Regions from separate parts of the Mus musculus genome. Here all the other regions are linked to region 3. The links are chromatin contacts, called in public ChIA-PET and HiChIP or PLAC-seq maps. All regions are on one chromosome and are shown on one strand. The core of a region is the stretch at or near the end of the contact, and the rest is flanking DNA. Distances in the headings are between cores, read along the strand shown. Region 1 has its middle 28 kb from the start of Gm41329. Region 2 overlaps Fer1l6 (fer-1-like 6 (C. elegans)). Region 3 holds the start of Trmt12 (tRNA methyltranferase 12).

What was found. ChIA-PET counts read pairs in DNA pulled down with a chosen protein or histone mark. HiChIP or PLAC-seq counts read pairs in DNA pulled down with a chosen protein or histone mark.
Region 1: a contact with region 3 is called in an H3K4me3 HiChIP or PLAC-seq map of bone marrow-derived macrophages, with 3 times the contacts expected there. The contact joins the enhancer-like site here to the promoter of Trmt12 in region 3. A contact is called at or near these places in 1 of 15 datasets of contacts at CTCF or cohesin (pro-B cells), 9 of 484 Hi-C or Micro-C datasets (the G1E-ER4 cell line, bone marrow-derived macrophages, embryonic stem cells and 4 more), 13 of 115 datasets of contacts at active chromatin or transcription factors (the SCID.adh cell line, acute myeloid leukemia, a beta-TC-6 cell line and 5 more) and 2 of 9 other capture datasets (embryonic stem cells and macrophages).
Region 2: an RNA polymerase II ChIA-PET map of memory CD8 T cells shows a contact between it and region 3, with 61 read pairs. The contact joins the enhancer-like site here to the promoter of Trmt12 in region 3. A contact is called at or near these places in 3 of 39 promoter capture datasets (the C10 cell line, fetal liver and pre-B cells), 14 of 484 Hi-C or Micro-C datasets (the G1E-ER4 cell line, Th1 cells, bone marrow-derived DN3 thymocytes and 10 more), 21 of 115 datasets of contacts at active chromatin or transcription factors (CD8 T cells, the NIH/3T3 cell line, the SCID.adh cell line and 13 more) and 5 of 9 other capture datasets (adipose tissue, embryonic stem cells, liver and 2 more).

What each region holds. Positions count from the first base shown.
Region 1 is chr15:58,729,954-58,733,352 of GRCm38.p6, reverse strand. No RefSeq gene overlaps it. Among named protein-coding and RNA genes, the nearest start is that of Gm41329, 28 kb to the left of the region's middle. Within about 2 kb of position 1,257, at least 39 of the 459 cell types and tissues checked have an H3K27ac peak or open chromatin away from gene starts, as enhancers often do. A contact at or near this core is called in bone marrow-derived macrophages, regulatory T cells and uterus, where this site is marked.
Region 2 is chr15:58,653,686-58,657,207 of GRCm38.p6, reverse strand. The region is part of intron 39 of Fer1l6 (fer-1-like 6 (C. elegans)); the gene reads right to left. Among named protein-coding and RNA genes, the nearest start is that of Gm36451, 58 kb to the right of the region's middle. Within about 2 kb of position 2,122, at least 28 of the 459 cell types and tissues checked have an H3K27ac peak or open chromatin away from gene starts, as enhancers often do. A contact at or near this core is called in CD8 T cells, the G1E-ER4 cell line, Th1 cells and 5 more, where this site is marked.
Region 3 is chr15:58,870,627-58,874,318 of GRCm38.p6, reverse strand. It overlaps Trmt12 (tRNA methyltranferase 12), which reads right to left and starts at 1,670. Exons shown (of 1, transcript NM_026642.2): 1 at 1-1,670. The coding sequence starts at 1,564. The coding sequence ends at 224.

The DNA.
Region 1 (3,399 bases), core at 8-2,507, 140 kb after region 3:
TTTTTCATCAAAGGCTGAGAACACTGAGACATGAGGCAGGGCAAGTTTGGTTTCCTGTAGCTCCAAAGCCTCATCTCACAGGCTTGCCAGCACCTCAGACTTGATGATGCGATTTAAAGGACATGAAAGGATAAAGGGAAATCACCCGCCCAGGCGCGAGCTCTTTCCCTCACACGTAAGTTAGGAGCCTTGATGTCAAATCTATTTGGTTTCCGGAATTGGGACCTGAGGTGCACTTGGCACCCTTTGCTGGTCAGGGTAAATAATGTGACAGGCAGGTGGAGGGGCGGGTTCTGCTAAATTAGCACCTTCTGGCCCTTTTGGCTGACGATCCTCCAACTCTACCAGCTTTGCTCCATCCTCTGCCAAACATACAATTTCATGAGGATTTTCTAGACTATTCCCAACCTTGCAATGTATGGGCAACTAACTATAGGCTGAATGTAAGCAACTGCTCTGGTTTTTAAAACAAGAGCGAATAAACTCACAGGCCACACTTAAATATCATAACCCAGTCAATGGCTACTCCTGTATTTTCAATTATGCAACGATCTTCGCTATCTATTTCTAAAAGGAGGACCTGATTTGGGAAAATCCAAGCATCAGTATAAGATGGAAACAGAGCGTGTGAAAAGCCAAGGGTCTTTCACGATCAGATTTCTAAAATGGGAGGGGAGGACCCAGGTGACCAGGCATCTACTGTTACATTGAACTTAAACCTCTGTGGCTCTTCTCTCTCTCCCTCTCTCGTTCTTTCATGTGCTCATAGCACCCAGTGCAGCAGACACGTGCTTTGGAGCTTGAGAGAAGAAAACAGGTTCCTGATGAGAGGAGCTGAGACTTGTCCGAAGTCCTATATAGCTGATTCCAGCAGCTCCCACCAGAGTGGCTTCCTGCCCAAGCCTTGGCCACGCCCACTCTCGGGCAAAACAAAGGGAGCCTTCCTAGGTGAGGCAGGCTCTCAAATTAGCAACATCCATAGATGCTAAGGAGGCCATTTCCCTTTAAAGCAATCCTCCAGAAAGACCAATCTTGGGCTTCGTTTGCTCCTTGAATTTTAGTTCCCTATCACGTGAACTTGAAGATATTATTGGATATCTCTGAGGCTTGATTTTTTTCCCTTCCCCTGTAAAGCTGAAACAATAATACTTAGTCTGCGAGGAGCTAGTCATGTGACACATGCCCTGTGCTACGGAAACTGCTCAGCATTACGCTAATGGAAGCTCTCAACGGCTTTTTTTTTTTTTTTCTTTATTGGTAGCAGATTGCTCAGATGTGGTCCAGAGCTGTTCTTATGTGTAGGCTGCCTTGAGCTGGGCGAACCTTCAACTCGTATCTATTCAGTAAATATCACATGCAAATGTCATGAGGGAAAGACAAGCTGGGAAAGTCCTTTGCTTCACGGGGTTCGTATTCCTATAGAGGGAAGACAAACTTGAACAATGAATAGACCATGTCATTCTGTGAGGAGGATTAGGAGAGAGCCAAACCAGGGAGGGCAAGAACGATGCAGAGAGTGGCGCTTTTGGGTTGAGCTGCAGGCAGTAAAACCAGCTTAGACCTCAAGTTTTTCCTGTGTTTTCTTACTCAGAATTCTTCCTGTAAAATTCTGGAGATGGTGTTTGTGAAGATTTAGCATCTCCCAGCAGAGGTTAGAATGACCATAAAAGCTGCTATGGGGCCCTGCGCTCTCCCAGGGGCGTTTTTCTAACATAATGCTGTTTTAATGGCTAGGGAACTTGAGGGCAGTGAGCTAATGGAGCGTGCGCATGTGGGCTGATCCAGCTCAGGCTACCTTGATTTCTCTCTCAGTATTCACTAACATCATCTTTGTTTGCATTCCAGTGAACACCGAGCTTGACAAGCTGGGACCAGTTCTTGAGTCATCACTTTTACCCCTCTGGGGTTTGTGAGTGCTTGGCTCCGAATCCAATTCCAGGCTGTCCCTGAGTATGATAGACAGAAGGGCAAGCCGGGAGACTTCAGAGATCCTCCTTCATTTTGAAGATAGTAGGCATGTCAGATATTTGTAATGAGGTGTGGGAGGGTGTGATGGTTTGAATATTTCTGGACCATGGGAAGGGGCGCTATTAGGAGGTGTGGCTTTGTTGGAGTAGGTGTGGCCTTGTTGAAGGAAATGCATTACTTTGGGGGTTGGCTTTGAGGTTGATGCTCAAGCTCCGTTCAGTGCGGAAGAGATCCTCCTCCTGGCTGTTTGCAGAAGAGAGTCTCTTCCTGGCTGCCTTCAGACCAAGATGTAGAACTCTTGGCTCCATGCATGGTGCTCCAGCACCATGTTTTTGCCTGCAAGCTTCCATGCTTCCTGCTATGATGCTAATGGGCTGAAACTTTGCAATTGTAAGCCAGCCGCAGTTAATTGTCTCCTTTATAAGACTTGCCTTGCTCATGGTGTCTCTTCACAACAAAGGAAACCTTGAGACACAGGGACTGTAACTCAGAGGCAGACCACTCGATTGGCATATGTAAGCACCTCCCAGTACCAGAGACAAAACAAAGCAATAAATCCAATAAAAACAACCAAACCCTCTGAGATGGGAGCACAGACCTACAGCTCAGTGCTTTCCTGTGTAGGTACGTGCATCCATCTAAAGTTCTCAGCGTGGCCAGCACCTAAGAGCCCTTCTGCCTTCCATCTGTGGGCATCCTCAGGTCTGCCTGCTCATCTTTCCATCAGGGCTCAGCTCAGGTAGTGTCACCCATCCCTGTACGAATAGAGCAGGTTAAGTAGCCTTACCTACTATGTCTGTCCTCTGTGTGCTTTGGGACTTCGTGCCTGGCCACAGCCCAGACCCAAAGGGCTCTTTAGATGTTTTATTTTTCTATCTAGTTGATTTGTCTCCATTCAAGAGTGACCAAGTGCTGGGACAGTCTTAAACAAGTAGGGAGGGGGATGAAAGTTAAAGTCACGTTTGCTTCCCACCTGGATGAGGCCATCGCCGCCTGTCTTCCTGCAGTATTTCTGCCATTGCTTCCTAAATGAAAGTTTATCAAACTAGTAACCCCAGTACATAGGCAGGCATCCTAAGTGTGTGACATTTGTTAACTCTTTGGTCATAAAATAGCACTGTGAGGAAGATACCTCTGTTCATTATCAGCAAGATTTTTACAGGAGAGCAAGCTGACGTGTGGAGAAGCTAAGCAACAACTGGCGAAGCTGGAGTTTAAACCCAGGCTGTCTGGTCCCGAAGTCTGTGCTCTTAATTCTTGGCTTATTATTTCTCACTGTTCTGAGTGGAGATGGGCAGTGAGGGTTATTAATGATTGAGTCTTGACTGGCATGCAAACACTGCTGGATCGTCACAATTAAGGATGAAATCGGGACATTCGCCTAGTTTTATAATTATTGTGAAACTATGACTCAGAGAGATTTGTCTCAGT
Region 2 (3,522 bases), core at 873-3,372, 220 kb after region 3:
CAAGGAAAGGTCCCTGAAGAGACTGTGTGGGTGCTGTAACACAGTTACTGCTTGTGAGCTTCAGATTTCAGCACACTGGGAGTGGCTATCAGGTACACAGAGAAGGGATCACATTCAGAATGGACATAGTTTTGGGTTTTTTTTTTTAACCAGTAATGATTGCTTATTAAAATGCAACCTCACTGGTATTAAAAGAGTGATTTGCAAATGTTCATGGTAGACTGTGCATTGATAAAATACTTTAAGGAAAAATATGGATCGAGAGTTACAGTTTGGATCTGAAATGTCCCTACAGGCTCGTGTTTTGAATACCTGTTCCCTAACTGGTTGTGTTATTTTTTGAGGACGGTGTCACCCTCAAAAGGTGATATCTGGATGGTTGAAAGTCGGTCCCTAGAGAAGGTGATCGAGCCCCATCAGCCTCAGTCTCTGTTTTCTGGTCCGCCATGAGAGGAATGCCCTTTGCCACACACTTCTGCCACCACTTCCCTGCTGTGGTGGACTGAAGCCACAAGAACCTATGAGCCAAAATTAATCTTTCTCCTTAAGTTGTTTCTGTCACAGCTATATGACAGTGGTGGCATGTGTGTGTGTGTGTGTGTGTGTGTGTGTGTGTGTATTGAATATACCCATGTTCTCAATCTAGGAATTTCATTTCTGAGTACCTGAATTAAAGAATAATTCAGACCCCAGAAAAGGCCTTTGTACTGAACACAAACATTTTTGAACCAACTGTCAAGGCACCTCAGACTCTTCTTGGATTTTGTCTATAGGTCTGAAGTCAGGTACTTTTGTTAGAAGATGATATCTAGAAAATAGAATCCCAGCACTAGAAGTCTTATTTGTTAATAGGAGATTTTGATGTTAGAGTCTTTCAGAGGGTACAGTTAGATGATGCATTTTCCCAAAAATTTCATTAGTCTGTAGTGACACAGTCAAAAATAAATCAAGGAGGAAAAGTTTCATCCTGATTCCTAAAATAACTCTTGATTCTAATCATTGGTAATTAGTAGATATGATTTTATTTATTCCATTGTTTTTGGGGTGGGAAAGTAGAGTGATCATAAATTTGCTTTATGAAGGGAAACTCTTAGATATATGCTAACTAATAAATGGAGATTGGAAGAGGGGGACGAGGGAGGGGGAGTGGGAGAGGGGAGAGGGGAGGAGGGAGGGGGAGGGGGGAGGGAGAGGGAGAGGGAGAGGGAGAGGGAGAGGGAGAGGAGAGGGAGAGGGAGAGGGAGAGGGAGAGGGAGAAAGAGAGGGAGAGGGAGAGGGAGAGGGAGAGGGAGAGGGAGAGGGAGAGGGAGAGGGAGAGGGAGAGGGAGAGGGAGAGGGAGAGCATGGAGTGACAAGATCCTTGGTGGTTATAAAAACCAGTAGGTGAGAGGTGTTGGCATCAGAGAGTACTTATGTTGCCAGTGTTACCCGACAGTGACCTGCTCTTGCAGAGGAGAAAAATGTAGCTTTGCATGAACAGATCTTACTTATGCCAATTTAACAAACCCCTAAACTCAGTATCATCTATAGCAGGGCCATTGGTTCTCTGTGAAGTAAACAGTACCCTGTATCAAATATACTGACTTTCCAATAAACTGCAATGTAATAACTTGCATCCAACTCTACTCAGAGAAAATGCACTAAGCAGAGATGAAGAAAAGCAACCTTAGGAAAAGCAATCTGTTAATTCAGGCCTAGTCTCACCAAAGAGATACACTCTGGGTGTGTCTGTGAGAGAGTGTTTCCACTAAAGCCTAACTAGGAGAGAAGCATTGAATCTGAGAGGCTCCACACCATGGAGTCCTGCACTGCATAAGGAATGCGAGAGGTTAGCGAGTAGACTCCTCTCTCTTTCTGCTCCATGACTGTGAATGTAGTGTGACCAGCTCCTGCTGCCATGCCTTCTGTGCCCTGACAGGATGCGTCCCTTAATCCCCGAGTCAAAATAAAATTTTCGTTCTTTTAAGTCGCTATTGCCTGGTAAATGCTGTCACAGCAAAGGGGATGTGACATCCAGGAAACATGGAAAGAACCTGTGCCTCAGCCATAGCTTTCTTGAGATGATATGCATGTGAGGGTGGGGCTCTCCCCAGCCTTGACACTTTTCACATTTCCTGTGGGCAACCTCAAAAACAGCCTTTATGCACAAACGCTATCCTCCGGTCTTAAAGAGTCAGAATCCACTACATGTGTCACGATCCATGAGCTAAGCAGCCTCCTCAGCCACGCTGGGAACACAGAGATACCAAGAACTCACCCTCCTCATCACTGAGCCTGTAGCTCTTAACCACAGAGGATGGAGAGAGCTTCTCCCAAGACCTTAAGTACAGCTGCCTCCTTTTTAATTTAGGGCATGACGGCCCTAGGACCTAACCTTGGATCGATGTTAATTTGTGGGATTTGCCTGTAGAAGAAACTCTCTGACTTCCATATCTTACGCGAGTAATTTATTTGAAGATGGCATTTAAGATAACTTTTAAGTTGGTGAAGAAGTATATAGTGCAGGGTGCAGTGTGTGCACCTGCCCTTCAGCTCTGCCAAGGGCACACACCCTGAGTGATACCCGCAGCCAGCTTCCAGTGACTCCAAGGACGGCAACACAGCACACCAGGAGCTGTGTGAATCCAAGTGTCTAAATTATACAGCTTGGACTTCTGATGAGCAGCTTTAAAAATAAGTCTGGCAGGTGCTGGAGACTGGAAACAAATCCTCTCTCCCCTGCCAGTGACTGGGGCTCAAAAACACTGAACATTCCAACACTTTGTGGATGGTGTATACTCTTGAGAAGACATCCCTTTGGGGAGCCCCCACTCTGTAGCCCAGGCTAATTGGAGCTTACAATGTAGCCCATGTTAGTTCCTGATTGGGAGCAGTCCTCCTGCCTCAGCTTCCCAAGTGCTGGGAGAACAGGCTGAGCCTTCATTTCCAACACTATGAATAATTTCAAAGCATAAGAGGACCCGTGTAGAGTTAGAATTTGAGCCTGTGCCTTGAAAACACCTCGGGGGTGGGGGTGGGGGTGGGGGTGGGGTGAGGCACATAGTTCAGCCTTTGCACCTTAAAGACTTGGAAGCTGAGACTCAAGAGACAGAAGGTGACCCAACAGTGGCCCAGGTTTTCCTTTCCATGTTGGATGATCTACTTTCCTGTCCCACTAGGAGAAAAGGGCTGGAGGCTTGGTTTCCTGGGAATGGATGTTGGTTTGTTACAGAGCAGAGAGGACAAGGGGAAGCTGGGGCCAAGTTACTTCTACAGCCACAGTGGGACTTTCAGGATCTGACAGGGACACGGTGTGAGTGAAGAATAAAGTCAGCTCACATTCTCCCTTTAAGATGCATGAGGGGAAATACAGGTTTAAAAAGACTTAATTCTTTCTCTTGATAACATAGGAAGAAGACTAGGCACAGTACCCAATATGACTGAAGGGTCATGAGTTCAAAACCAGCCTGGTCTACATAGACCCATAGACCTTGTCTACAACAAACAAAGCATCGTGTAAACAGGATTCTCCTCTCTTTCTTT
Region 3 (3,692 bases), core at 421-2,920:
GAAAGCTAAGGTAAAAAATGCAGAATTCATGTCTGCACAGGTGAAACCTATTTTAATGAGTCACATTGGTTTCCTCTGATACTTTAATACATTCTCAATGTGATCAACAGAAGACAACTTTGGATCGATCTAGAGTTCATTTTCAGACCACAGATCACTTTAAAAGGTCACCAGAAAACAGAAGGGTGAGAACACAGCCCTCGATGAGGCACTCATCTGGCAATTACTGTGTCAGTAAATCTACTCCTTCTGGCCAACTAGAGGTCAGGGGCCGGCATTCTAGATCTAGGACTATGTGATCCACGTGAGGGGCGTAAGATTTCACTGGGTGGACATGCAAGATTCGTGTCCTCCATGGTTTCCCATGCACTTGATGAAGAAGAGAGGCGATCTGAGTTTCTGCAGATTCTGCCCATCTCCACCACTCTGGTTTGTTGGCCGATGATATTTCCCCCCTGAAATTCTCAGTAGTTCCATTTCCCTGTGTATCAGTGGTGATTTTCTGGGGACGAGGCCAGTGCTCTTTTTCCACGTTATTGCTTCCAGGTGGCTGTGGAGTCTTTCCTGAGAAAGACTCCACATTTTGGTGGATATGCAGAATACCCCCAACGTCCTTCCGAAGCACTTGGCAGGCAACGGGCCAGCCTTCTTTAGAACTGGGAATGAGCCCGAGGTTCACCCTATCTGCAATGTCTGAGAGCTTCAGTTTCCTGTTGTCCCCAAAATGTATTTGGCACCGGTCTGCCACTCCATTGATCTCCAAGTTGTTTCTTAAAGCAACTACAGCATGAGGATTCCATTCACAGGCATGTACGAAGGCAGCGCCAGCATGAACTAGGAAGGGCAATGTAAAATAACCAATCCCTGCGTAGAGATCCACCAGCACCTCTCCAGCACAGGACAGAGACGCCACTCGAAGTTTCTCGGTGATGTTTCCAAAGGAGAACATGCACTGTGTCACATCAAACTTATACCGGATGCCATTATCCATATGCTCTACCCAGCCATGGTCACCCAGCAGCAGAGTCACTGACGGAGTTCGAGTCCCATCAGGTAGCACCCGCCCTCGTTTTGCCAAACGTTGAACTCCCAGGGCCGAGGCAACAGTCTCCCAGAGTTCTGGCTCCAGACCTTTCCACAGCGTGGCTTGGAAGCAGTCTTCACTAAGCAGCATTAGGTCACCATGCCGTTGCCAAGACCGGGGCAAATCTGCCTCCAACTCAGCGGACCACGTCACTCCGCGGTCCTCCACCCAACGCCTCACCTCCAGACACAGTATCTGAGCAGGTGAACGAACCCGGGCCTTTTTGGAAGGAAGAGGATCCGGGAGCCGCGTCAGCACACAAGTGCTGCCTGGGGCCACGCGATCCCTCAGCTCCTGCAGATGCTGCTCAGAAAGGCTTTCCGCCAGCACCGGCAGAGCCACCGCGCCATCCCGCAGCTTCGCCACCCGGTGCAGCCTGTCCAAGAGTTTCTGCTCCTCCAGGTAGTCTCGGTATCTCTGCGTGAACCGGGGCTCAGTCACAACTGCGACAACTACAGACTCCTCACACTCTCTCTCCATGTCGCTAGTGTTTGTACCCCGTCGCCGTCCATCAGCGAGATTCTCCGGCTGCTCTCTCCCTGCAAATCTTCCACTACAACCGGAAGAGCTAAACTCGCTCCGCTACGGCGCATCGGAAGTGACGTCAATAAACAAAGCCAGATCTCGAAGTATTACTGCGATCAGGGAATGGAATTTCGGGTGCAGTGGGTTGCTTTCTGGAACCGCGGCAGCCATTTTTGTTATGGTTAGTCTGTACTTAGGAAACTTAGTAATTCTATGAACTAAAACTCATGAAATGAGTCGATATCCTCCGGAAACGTTATACACTCTCTTTAGCGATGCTCGTAATTTTTTTAAAAAGTGAATTTGCAGTGGATTGAATTTACAGAAAGGATTCCAAAACTCTAGTGTTGCTTATAAATTAGCACCAGCCACCTTATTGTTGGAAATGAAATGTTATAAAGCTTCCTTATTCCCTTTTCTTGCAAAGATTTTCATCACGGCTGCCTTGTTATCCAAGGAGGGAAACATGTCAACTCTCAAAAATGGGAATCTTTGTCTAGAAAATGTTGATTACCCGAACCACCTTGAGAGAATTGCTATTCTAATGAGAGATGGCCCAGAGGGTAAGGGAGTTATTTGCCACCAAGCCTGACAACCAGGATTCCCAGACCCCACATGGTAGAAAGAGAGAACGAAACCCAGGTCTTTTGCAAAATCATCAAAATCTCATAATTGCTGAATCTCTTGTCTTTTGTAAAACACATTTATCTTTTAGGGGGCAGCGTACTCACGCCATAGTGCAGGTGTCAAGGTCAGAAGACAACTTGCAGTGTCTCTCCTCTTTTTCCACCATGTGAGCTCTGAGGAAGAAACGAAACTCAGGTTGTCTGACTTGGTTGCAAGCTCCTTTACTTGTGCAGCCGTCTTGCCAGGCCATTCTCATCCTTTAGCGTATTGACTTATAGGTCTGTAAATGTAAACAGTGAAATGAATATTCATGAGCTATAGCCGTAGTACATTTACGTGGGCCCTATAAGAAAAATCAAATGTGAGACTTTTCTATCAAATGCTGGAAAACTTCTGTTTAGGACAGAAGTTGAAATCTTTTTTATCTCTCCCCAATTGTCAGACTTTTATGCAAATGTTTTAATTTTCCACCTACCCAGTAATCCCTTTGTTTACACAAAGGTCCATTGCTGTATTCCAGGAATTTGATATCCTGTAGCAGTGACTTCTTTCTTCTTCTAACCCTGACCCCTTTCAGCTTTCAATATTTCCTGTGTGCCAGTTCCCTTAATTAAGGCTGTGAGGCTGGACTCCAGACTGGGGAACAGACCCAGTTACCACCTGAGTTAGAATACAAGCCAAATGCACTTCCTGTGTTTGTGTGTTCTCTCTTCTAAGCACACCCTCTTGATCAAGAGGTGAAGTTTGCCTTGCCCAGACAATTAGGTTGGAATAGTAGTCTCTTCCTTTTCAACCTGGGACTTATTTCTAGCACTTTCCCATTGAGAGCATCCTTTTCCCACCAGGCTTGAGGACTCGGGTTATCTATACCTTTTTCTTCCGTGGCTCACTGGTTATTTAAGGCTGCATTGCTTTATTTCCATATACTCAAAAAAGTTTTCCAAATTATTGTTTTTATTTATTTCAGTTTATTTAAAAAATGTACTCTACCATTGTCAGAGAACATATTTTGTATGACTTGGGCTCCTGTAGACTTACTGGAGCCTTTCTCATAGTTTAGAATATGGTCTGTTCTGGGGAACGTTCTATGTGCATTTGACAGGAGTGTCCACTCTGCTCTTGACGTGTGGAATGTTCTGTCTGGTAGCAGGCATCTTTTCAGCTCATGCAAGTAAAACAATTCTGGGGTGGTAGAGTGCTTGTCTAGTATGCTCCAGAGTCTGGGGTCAATCCCTGGTCATACATATTCCTATAAACCTCCAAACACAATTGTCTATAGTCTTTCTTACTGAGACCACACAGTCTCTCTCCAGAGCTGCTTAGGTACCTCATACAGATCTAAGCATTAGATAAGATCTTCTCTCTCTCTCTCTCTCTCTCTCTCTCTCTCTCTCTCTCTCTCTCTCTCTCTCACACACACACACACACACACACACACTTCTACCCCTCTTCTGTG